2 separate regions of the Rattus norvegicus genome follow, and region 1 is linked to region 2. A link is a contact called in public Hi-C data. All regions are on one chromosome and are shown on one strand. The core of a region is the stretch at or near the end of the contact, and the rest is flanking DNA. Distances in the headings are between cores, read along the strand shown. Region 1 has its middle 410 kb from the start of Car8. Region 2 overlaps Tox (thymocyte selection-associated high mobility group box).

Region 1 (4,106 bases), core at 915-3,414, 1.0 Mb before region 2:
CTTGTCCGCGCTGAAGACGCCCATTCTGACACACCCTCAGGCTATCATACATTACAGAGCTTCAACAAATATCTGAGCAGGTCTCAGGCTGATATGAATGGAGCCACAGGTAAAACTGTGGTGAAATAAGCAAGTTAAAGGTGCTACAGAGGTTAATGTGATGGTAATAGTGTCCACACTAAAACAAAGTATGTCTGTGCCTTTGTTTATAATTTTAGTGCCCACATTCAACAACTCTAACAATACATGCTTCGGCCGAGTTCTCAGGTCAGCTGCTGGGGATAGATTGCATTCTTCTATTATTTTTCCATTCCAAACCTTTCAAGATGTCTATTAAGGAGAACATGCAGGAATTGGCTTGTGTTTTAGATTTACTCCTATGTAACTTCACAATAAAGGGATCATATTCTTCTCTAGGTCCCCATATTGAGTACATTTCATTTAATGATATCTTTAAGTAATCACCAATTAATAGAATGCACAGCACACATTTTTATACACACGACTTTTAAGATATGGTAATTAATATTATCAAAATAAAAACATTTCAGTAATCATGTTATTGTTAGATGTCTTATAAGCATTATCTTCCTAAAACTATTACTGTGTTTATACATATCGTGGGGTACAATATAATCAGTTGCATTTGGTATATAATGTGTGTCATTAAACATTAAAGAACATTGTGATTAAAGGTTCAATGATGTACTCTTAGGAGATACGGTATGACATTTCTGTATATGTATGCTGTATTTACAGATCAAATCACAATGATTGACACTTTTATCTTACAATGTCCTGCATGCCCTCAGTCCTCATACTTGGACTTCAACTTCTAGGGCTTGAGCCCTGACAGCTACAGATGTTACTGCTGTTTGCTTGATCCCGGGGTTGGAGAACATGGTCCTTTGCTTCATCCCTTCTTTCACCTACCTTTCCATGCCAGCAGTCTCCATTTGGCCTCTACAGCATCCTTAGGACAGTCCCTCTGATCCACTTTCTCCTGGCTCTCTAGCAGCAACTGAAATGAATGCCAACCACTGGAAGCAGGAAGAAACTAAAAAAATGAGAACAAAAATGGAATTGCTTGTCTGCAACTATCTTGAACTGCACTGCTAGATATTTGAGGCTGTGATTTCTGTCACAAAAAACTATATTGAAAAAGCATTACAGAAATAAATGTTAAAAAAAATGGAGACTGTAGGAAACGGAACTTGACATTTGGAAAAAATAGGTGAAATAAAACTGTGAGCTGAGTCGGATGAAATCACTGAGTAGGATTTTGGGGCAGAATAGTCTTTGTTATGCAACTTCTGAATGTTTTTAAGATACCTGTTTCTGATTTCTTTTTGTCAAACCAGCGATGTAGCATTGGTTTTAGTTTCTGTTTAGAGACATATGAGGATCAATGAAATAGACTTTGTAAACTTTGTGATATGGTGCTTAATCACAGCAAATCCCTCTGAAGTGTTACCGCGTTCACTTCCTTATACCAAATTCAGCTAGTCAGTCTCATCAGCTCTCCTGCAAGAGGACCCAGGACTCAGACTTTCTGAGATGAAGCTCTTTGTCCTAGCATGACCAGAAACACCCTTGGTGGGAATCAAATGACTCTTCTACAGTTCCCACTCTACCTTTACCGCATGGAGCAGCATTGTGGAAAGGAAGCCCTTGTTTATTTGGTTTGGTGGCATGCTACCTATTACCTCAGACGCTAATAAGCTTGAAATAATTTCTAGATGGGAATTGTATAAAACCTGTCTTTTTAAGTCTTGAACAATTTTTTTTCTGACAGCCAGCTTGAATGCAAGCAAAATGCTTATGAAAAAAAATGATTTATTTCCAGGGATGCAGGGAGGTGTTTCCAGAGTTATAACCATTGCTGTAAAAGCCCCAGGATGAGGTCATCCCTCCGACTCTGTTAAGAGTAAGCAGAGGCAGACATGAGTGTAGTGAGGACCAATTTTAATTGGTGATACATTGATGCAACAGAGCAGAGGGGGTTCTAGTTTGAACTGGACTCAGATTTGATTTTTTTCAGTGGTGATTGGATGTTCGAGAGGGTAAATGAAGAAAGAGGAATGAGATCCATCTCAGCTCCCATGGAATGAGAGAAGAAAACATTAGGAAAGGAGGTTGTGGGTGGCTGGTGCTTAGGCAACCATCTGCTCTCTCTGATTGCCTCATCGACAGCAGGCTTCTCCACAATGTGCTGTCTTTAGGTGTTGGCTGGAATAAAGGCAAAAAGCTTTTGTTGTCCACAGCTTTTGCATGCAAATTCTTTTATGGTAGGTGTAGTAAGTTTATTATGGGAAGCTCATTTGATTGTTAGAGAGTATATTAGTATTTACGCACATTTTTATATTTTACCTCCAGTGTTGAGATGGAATTCATGGCTTTGTGCATGCTAAATAAATACTCTGCTACTGGATCCTGTCCAGGTTTTTATAAGTTGTAGCTGGGCGCCACTTGAGAGGAGAACCTAGAGGAGCCTAGTGAGAATTTGACCAAGGAAGCATCTTTGTCAGATCTCAGGTCTTAAAAGATTTGTGTGTGTTCTTTTGCTATCTCCATGTGTTGGATGAGAAAAGAAACCTCAAGAATATAAAAGCATTTTTGTTTTACTGGAGAAAATAAATCCCAGGCAGTGGTTTCCTCAACGTTCTTTAGTGTTATCAAGTATAACACAACATTCTTTAACTTTACCCCTCTTTGGAATTTTATTAGGAATGGGATAGAATGCTACCAGACAACTTATATTTGTAATGGCATAATAGACAGAATTCAAAGTGGCCTTCATGGGCTTCTAGACTGTCGTCTCTACATTACAAATTGTGGAGTCGAATGTTGTTAGAGGTGACAGAATTGTAAATTGACCCAGCCAGTGCAGAGGAGAGTCAGTGCTTACAAGTTAAGCAGCTGCACTGTCTAACTGCAGGACTATGTGTTTGATCATTAACATCACTGCGATAGAAAAGAAAGCTTTGATTTCCTTATCTCAGAGCAACTGCACCCTTTCACTTCTGCTATTTTCATAAAGTGGTTTTCTTTCCCAAACAGGTTTTCTAGAAAATAAAGACCCGATTCCAAACAATTTAGACTGTGACTCTTTCAGAAAACGTAATGCCTCTTTGTCTCTCCAATCACTTGTTTTGTTAATCTTTTAAACATGTACTCTTTCATAATTTGATTCTTATGCATGTAGTGTATTGTGATCATACCCCCATCACTGTCCTCTCTTAACCTCCTCTCCCTTTTGCAAAGCATCTTCCAGCCATCATTCCGAATCATATTGCTTTTTCTGTGTATGTGCCTCACTGCTTACGTGAGCTTGTATGGAGTATACTGTACTTGAGGAGGGAAAACTTAGTGTGGTCTCATACAGAGTGCTGTGATGCACCCATAACTACTCATGGAGAGGTGGAGCCTCAGTTCCACCTCCAGCCATGCTGTTTGCTGATATGTTCAAATAAGTGCTGCTATGGTGAACTAATGGATCCAATGACTACGTCATGGAAAAACAATTAGAAAACTGTTTCACTAGCTTCTCATCCTACAGACCTTATATTCTTTTCGTCTCCCTTGTCTTATCATTCCCTGAGTTTTGGATCCCTCCAAAACTGATCAGATGTTCTGGTTAGGACCTGGTTGTCAACTGTGCTTTAGTCTTAACCGTCTGGCCACTTACAAGTCTCTGCATTGTAGCATTATCTACTAAAAACAGAAGGCTCTCTGACTGCGACAATGAGAAGCATTGATATATGGGTATATAAATGCATATTTAGGAGGCATTTTGGCATCATATCAATTTAGCAAATGAACAACAGTAGGTTTCCGTCTCTGACCTGGACCATGACCTCCCAGCCACAGATTTTTGAAGAGGTCTACAGTACCAGGCATGAATTGTCTTCTGTGGAGTGTTCCTCAAATCCAATCAGACATAGTTGGTTAACCGCACAGCACTCAGGCCATATCATTAGTGGGTGCATCTTGCCTAGCAAGATGGTATTGTAGCTATACCAATGAATAACGGAAGAAGATGGTCAATAACTTCCTCTTCAACAGCCTTCACAGTACTTTCAGACACAATGAAACCTAGCTATTAG
Region 2 (4,273 bases), core at 1,723-4,222:
AATAGAGTTTTCTTTTTTTATCTTGTGGTTTTAGAAAACCAAACTGTAAATAAATATGCAGTTTGACAGATTGTAATTGCGATCAGCAAGGCGTCTTTTCATTTAATCAGATGTTGTTATTAAAATGGGGTTACAATTAAACATTTTATAATGTGACGTAGCACTCCATTAAAATTCTCCAGCAGACGGCAATTTACATCCAATGCCCCAGCTTCCTCCTCTGCTTTCTGGAATGTTATTGGTTCTGACCTTCACTGGATGGGTCTCTGTTTTTGTTTTTCCTTTTTATTCTTCATCCTTTGACAAATGATATTGGACAGCCACAATTTTATTCATTGCACAACTAAGATATGACTTTTGCATGTTCTTCTTGGGTTATTTTGGCCCACTCAGTGGGCCTACGGAAGCAGGCAGAGGGCTGCAGAAAGCATTTTTACTTGACTGAAAATTCATTTTCTAGGTTTAGGTAAAAGTCATCTTCATCAAGTTCAAATTGGTATTGAGAGTACAATTAAATTTGTTTCAGGGAAGGATTAATAGGAAACTTTTGGAGAGTGGAAATATCAGTTAATATTTTGCATTCCTAGGGAAGTACATATGTGGGAAATATCTGAACCTTTACGTGGTTCAGGTCTTGGAAGTTGTTGATTATTTAACCAAGCCCTTCCTTTGCCTACTTTAATGCTGGAAGGAAACCCCAACATTGAGGCATAGGATGCGTATGCAGTGACCTAGTTACATTTCATTTCTATGAAGACACAATGAGCAAGGCAATTTACAGAAGAAAGGGTTTGTTGGGGATTTGAAGTTCCACATGTTTTGTGACCATTATGGCAGGGAGTGTGGCAATAGCAGACGTGCTACCGGAGGTGACAAAAGAGCTAGCCGGAAATGGAGTGGGCTTCTGAACCCTCAAAGTACATTCCCAGTGGCATCACCTCCACCGAGGCCACACCTCCTAATCCTTCCCAAACAGCTTCACCAGTTGGCGACCACACATTTGCACTGTACCTGAGTTCCAGATAAACAAAGATGAGGATGGGTGCTAACTCTGATTTTGTTCAGGACAGTCCACACAATGGTCAACTCATTCACCCGGCTATGGCTCTTTGATGTTCATTCAGTAAACACTTAAAGGCCTCCTACCCTGCGGCAGGCATGGAGAGCTTGCAGAAACATTGAATAGAATTCATTCTTGGCCTATGCCATGTGGGAACTAGAAGCGTGGACAATAGAGTCATTAACTCAGTAAGGCCCCTGCTGCCACTGCCTGAGAGTGACAAATAAAAGTGGCTATTGGCAGGTAGCTAGTGTTCCTTAGGCCATTGGAATTCCCTGGTAGGACTGTCATTTTATGTCAACAGAACACAGGTCAGTGCTGGGTTTCAGAGACTACCAGGGGTGAAAACAATGGCGCAGAGGCTAGTAAGCTGAGGAAGTAGAGATGAATTAAGCACTTTCCTTGTAATCTGGGAAACCTGCAAGTGATATAGCAGGAAGCCTGTACTATGCCTCCTGCTGGAAAGTGAGGTTTATGTCTCAGCAGCATACTAAGCAGTAAACAAATGCAAGTGTGCATGTGTGTGCATATGCATGTATGTGAGTCTGTGTGCATGGGTGTGTGCATGTATGTATGTATGCTTGTGTGTGCATGTATGTGTATGCATATGTGTGTGCACGTGTGCACATATGTGTATGTGTGTGCATGCATGTGTGTATGTGTGCATGTGCAGTACGTGTGTGTGTGTGTGTGTGTGTGTGTGAATGTGTTTTCATGCGTGTGTGTGTGTGTCCAGTAGCACCCTCCAATCCTAACATTTATGTCTGTGCATGAAAGATAGTTAACTAGTACACAAATATAAATCACATTTAAAGCATAAAAGCATTTTCTGCATTTTATTACATCTAAGGTCAGTCTACCAGTCCAGTATTTTAGTATGTTCCTTAGAAAAGCCATTCAAGTCAGTATTTTTTAATGCTTTTCTCACTGGAACACAGCAGGCGTCTTTTCCTAAAACGTGATTCGTTCCCAGCTTTCTAAACATAGATTTTTATTACGATTATTATTATTACTATTACCACTACTTATGTGGTTGTTTTGCCTACCTGTATGTCTCCACACTGCCTGCATACAGTGTTGATGGAAACCAGAAGACAGGTTTGGATCCCTTGTGGCTTGAGTAACAGATGGTTGTGAGCCACCATGTGGCTGTTGAAAATAAAATCTGAGAAGTAGCCAGCGTTCCTGCCCACTGGGCAATCTCTCTAGTTCCCCTATAATCTTTCCTATGTTTGAGTAAGATTGTAGAATTAGCTATGTGGCTATTTTTATACTGCTTGGTCACCTAGGTATTATGACCAAGCATAAACCAGTCCATTTTATTAGAAATATATAGAGATCGTGCCAACACAGAGGTGAGAGCGTTAGGTGAGCAGGCTGGAATCCAGGTTAAGAGTTCTGCATCTGAAACTACTCATTTCTAGAACTTCGTGCATCTCACTAATGAAATATTTGAAGTCTGCATAATAGGCCCTGGATCTGTGTGAGCTCATTAGCAATTCAGTTATCTCCCTGAAAGGAAAGACACAAGAGAATGTGGCACCCATGGTTGTTCTCTGTTTGAAATCTCTGTATTTACCTTGTACCCCTGATTTAGTGAGAGTTTAAGTAATGCAGATATTAGTCCGTATTCAAAAGATCCCTTACTAAGACCGGGAAGCCGAGAGGAATAGTCCTGGAGTAGTGGAAAAGCCCATCTGAGCCCATTTCCAATACTGCCAGGGACAGAAACACAGCAGCTGAATGGCAGGGCTGAGAAAAACTCCTCGTGAATTTTGGATTAGAAAGAAAAATACCTTATGCAGATGAAGCTAAAGGGGAATTTGGATGTGATGCAATTACACATTTGAAACTTGTCCAGAAGCTTTTGAGCAACCTCCTCCTACAGGAAGCCTATTTACCATGTGATGTTAACGGCATGAGAGTGAGACCAGCAATTTTAACACCAAATGCAGGGCCAACAAGTCTACTGAACTGGTATAGTATGGTCAGCTCTCCCAGCACTTTGGACCAGGTTTTTAATGCTGTGTTTCGTTCTTACAGAACTGTCTTCTGTCCAGACCCTGTGGTCTGGCTCTGACCAAACTCTGTAGAACAGTACTTACTTCTATGCTCGCTGCTTAAAGGGACTACGTGAGTCCTGTTCACTCAGTGGGCTTTGGTTTTGGTTTTGGGTTGTTTTTTTTTCTGCGTTTGTTCGTTTTATTTTGGTTGTTGTTGTTGTTTTTCACAAAAGATTAAGTTCCAGCCAAAGACACTCTTCAGCAGTAAACTATTATTTTTATTAGGACAGCTACTTTCATTTTCAAAATTCAGTCTGGGCTACCAGCCAGGACTTAATGAGATGGCAGAAGATACTTTAAAGTCACTTTAAGGCCCCGTGACAGAGATGACACTTATCCAGAACTAGCATAGCTGGCATTACTCTTAGCAAGTAGAAGCACATGAAGTTTATCTGAATTCCATGCACAAAGAAATCTGACATTAAAAAAAAAGGCTCCAGCCTTAAGTACAGCAGCATGCCTGAGAAACATGGGACACATTTCCCTGTGAGAGGTAGCTATAACCATCAGCTGTTGAAGAAACATGACTTTCCATCATCAAAGTGTCCAGAAGACAGAAATATTTCTACCTTGTCCTCTCCTCTTTTAACAAAACAACATGAGCGGTAGATGGGTTTCTCCAGAAAATGCATCTTTACAAGGGGGATCTCTGCTGCAGAAACAAGAACTGAAGCAGTGCCTGGGTTCCAGGTAGGAGAAGCATGTAGATTTCAGAGTGTTTCTGAAGCTTATACTTACATTCCCAAGTAGCTGTCTTCCCCAGCAATATTCATTCTCAGAGATTCCAGAGAACTGAATGAGACCAAAAAGCCCAGCCCTGTAGTTCTCCTCCACCTCTTCATCACCGAAGACCCAGATCAAGATGGACCTGGTGAGAGAAGTGTTCATTTGTCATCCATGCATAAAGACAGACGGACAGACTGTGTATTTCAGTTCAGAGATTAATAGTGGCCAACAAGGAAATGCAGAAACAAAGAGTTAAATGTGGGAATCTGTCAGCTAAAGGCCGGGCTTTTCGCATCACACGGAATATATGCAGCAGGTATGAAGAAAAGTTGTGGGCTGGGAGATGAAATACTTACACTCCAAGGGAGATTGATGTGTGTTATAAACCCAGATTTATTTTTGATACAATGACATGCACCTCTGA

Evidence for each region. A called contact is a pair of places that touch in the nucleus more often than the background predicts.
Region 1: a contact with region 2 is called in a Hi-C map of frontal cortex, with 3 times the contacts expected there. The contact joins two enhancer-like sites.

Annotation. Positions count from the first base shown.
Region 1 is chr5:25,789,214-25,793,319 of GRCr8, reverse strand. No RefSeq gene overlaps it. Among named protein-coding and RNA genes, the nearest start is that of Car8, 410 kb to the left of the region's middle. Within about 2 kb of position 2,164, at least 11 of the 93 cell types and tissues checked have an H3K27ac peak or open chromatin away from gene starts, as enhancers often do.
Region 2 is chr5:24,771,215-24,775,487 of GRCr8, reverse strand. The region is part of intron 4 of Tox (thymocyte selection-associated high mobility group box); the gene reads left to right. Among named protein-coding and RNA genes, the nearest start is that of Tox, 200 kb to the left of the region's middle. Within about 2 kb of position 2,972, at least 15 of the 93 cell types and tissues checked have an H3K27ac peak or open chromatin away from gene starts, as enhancers often do.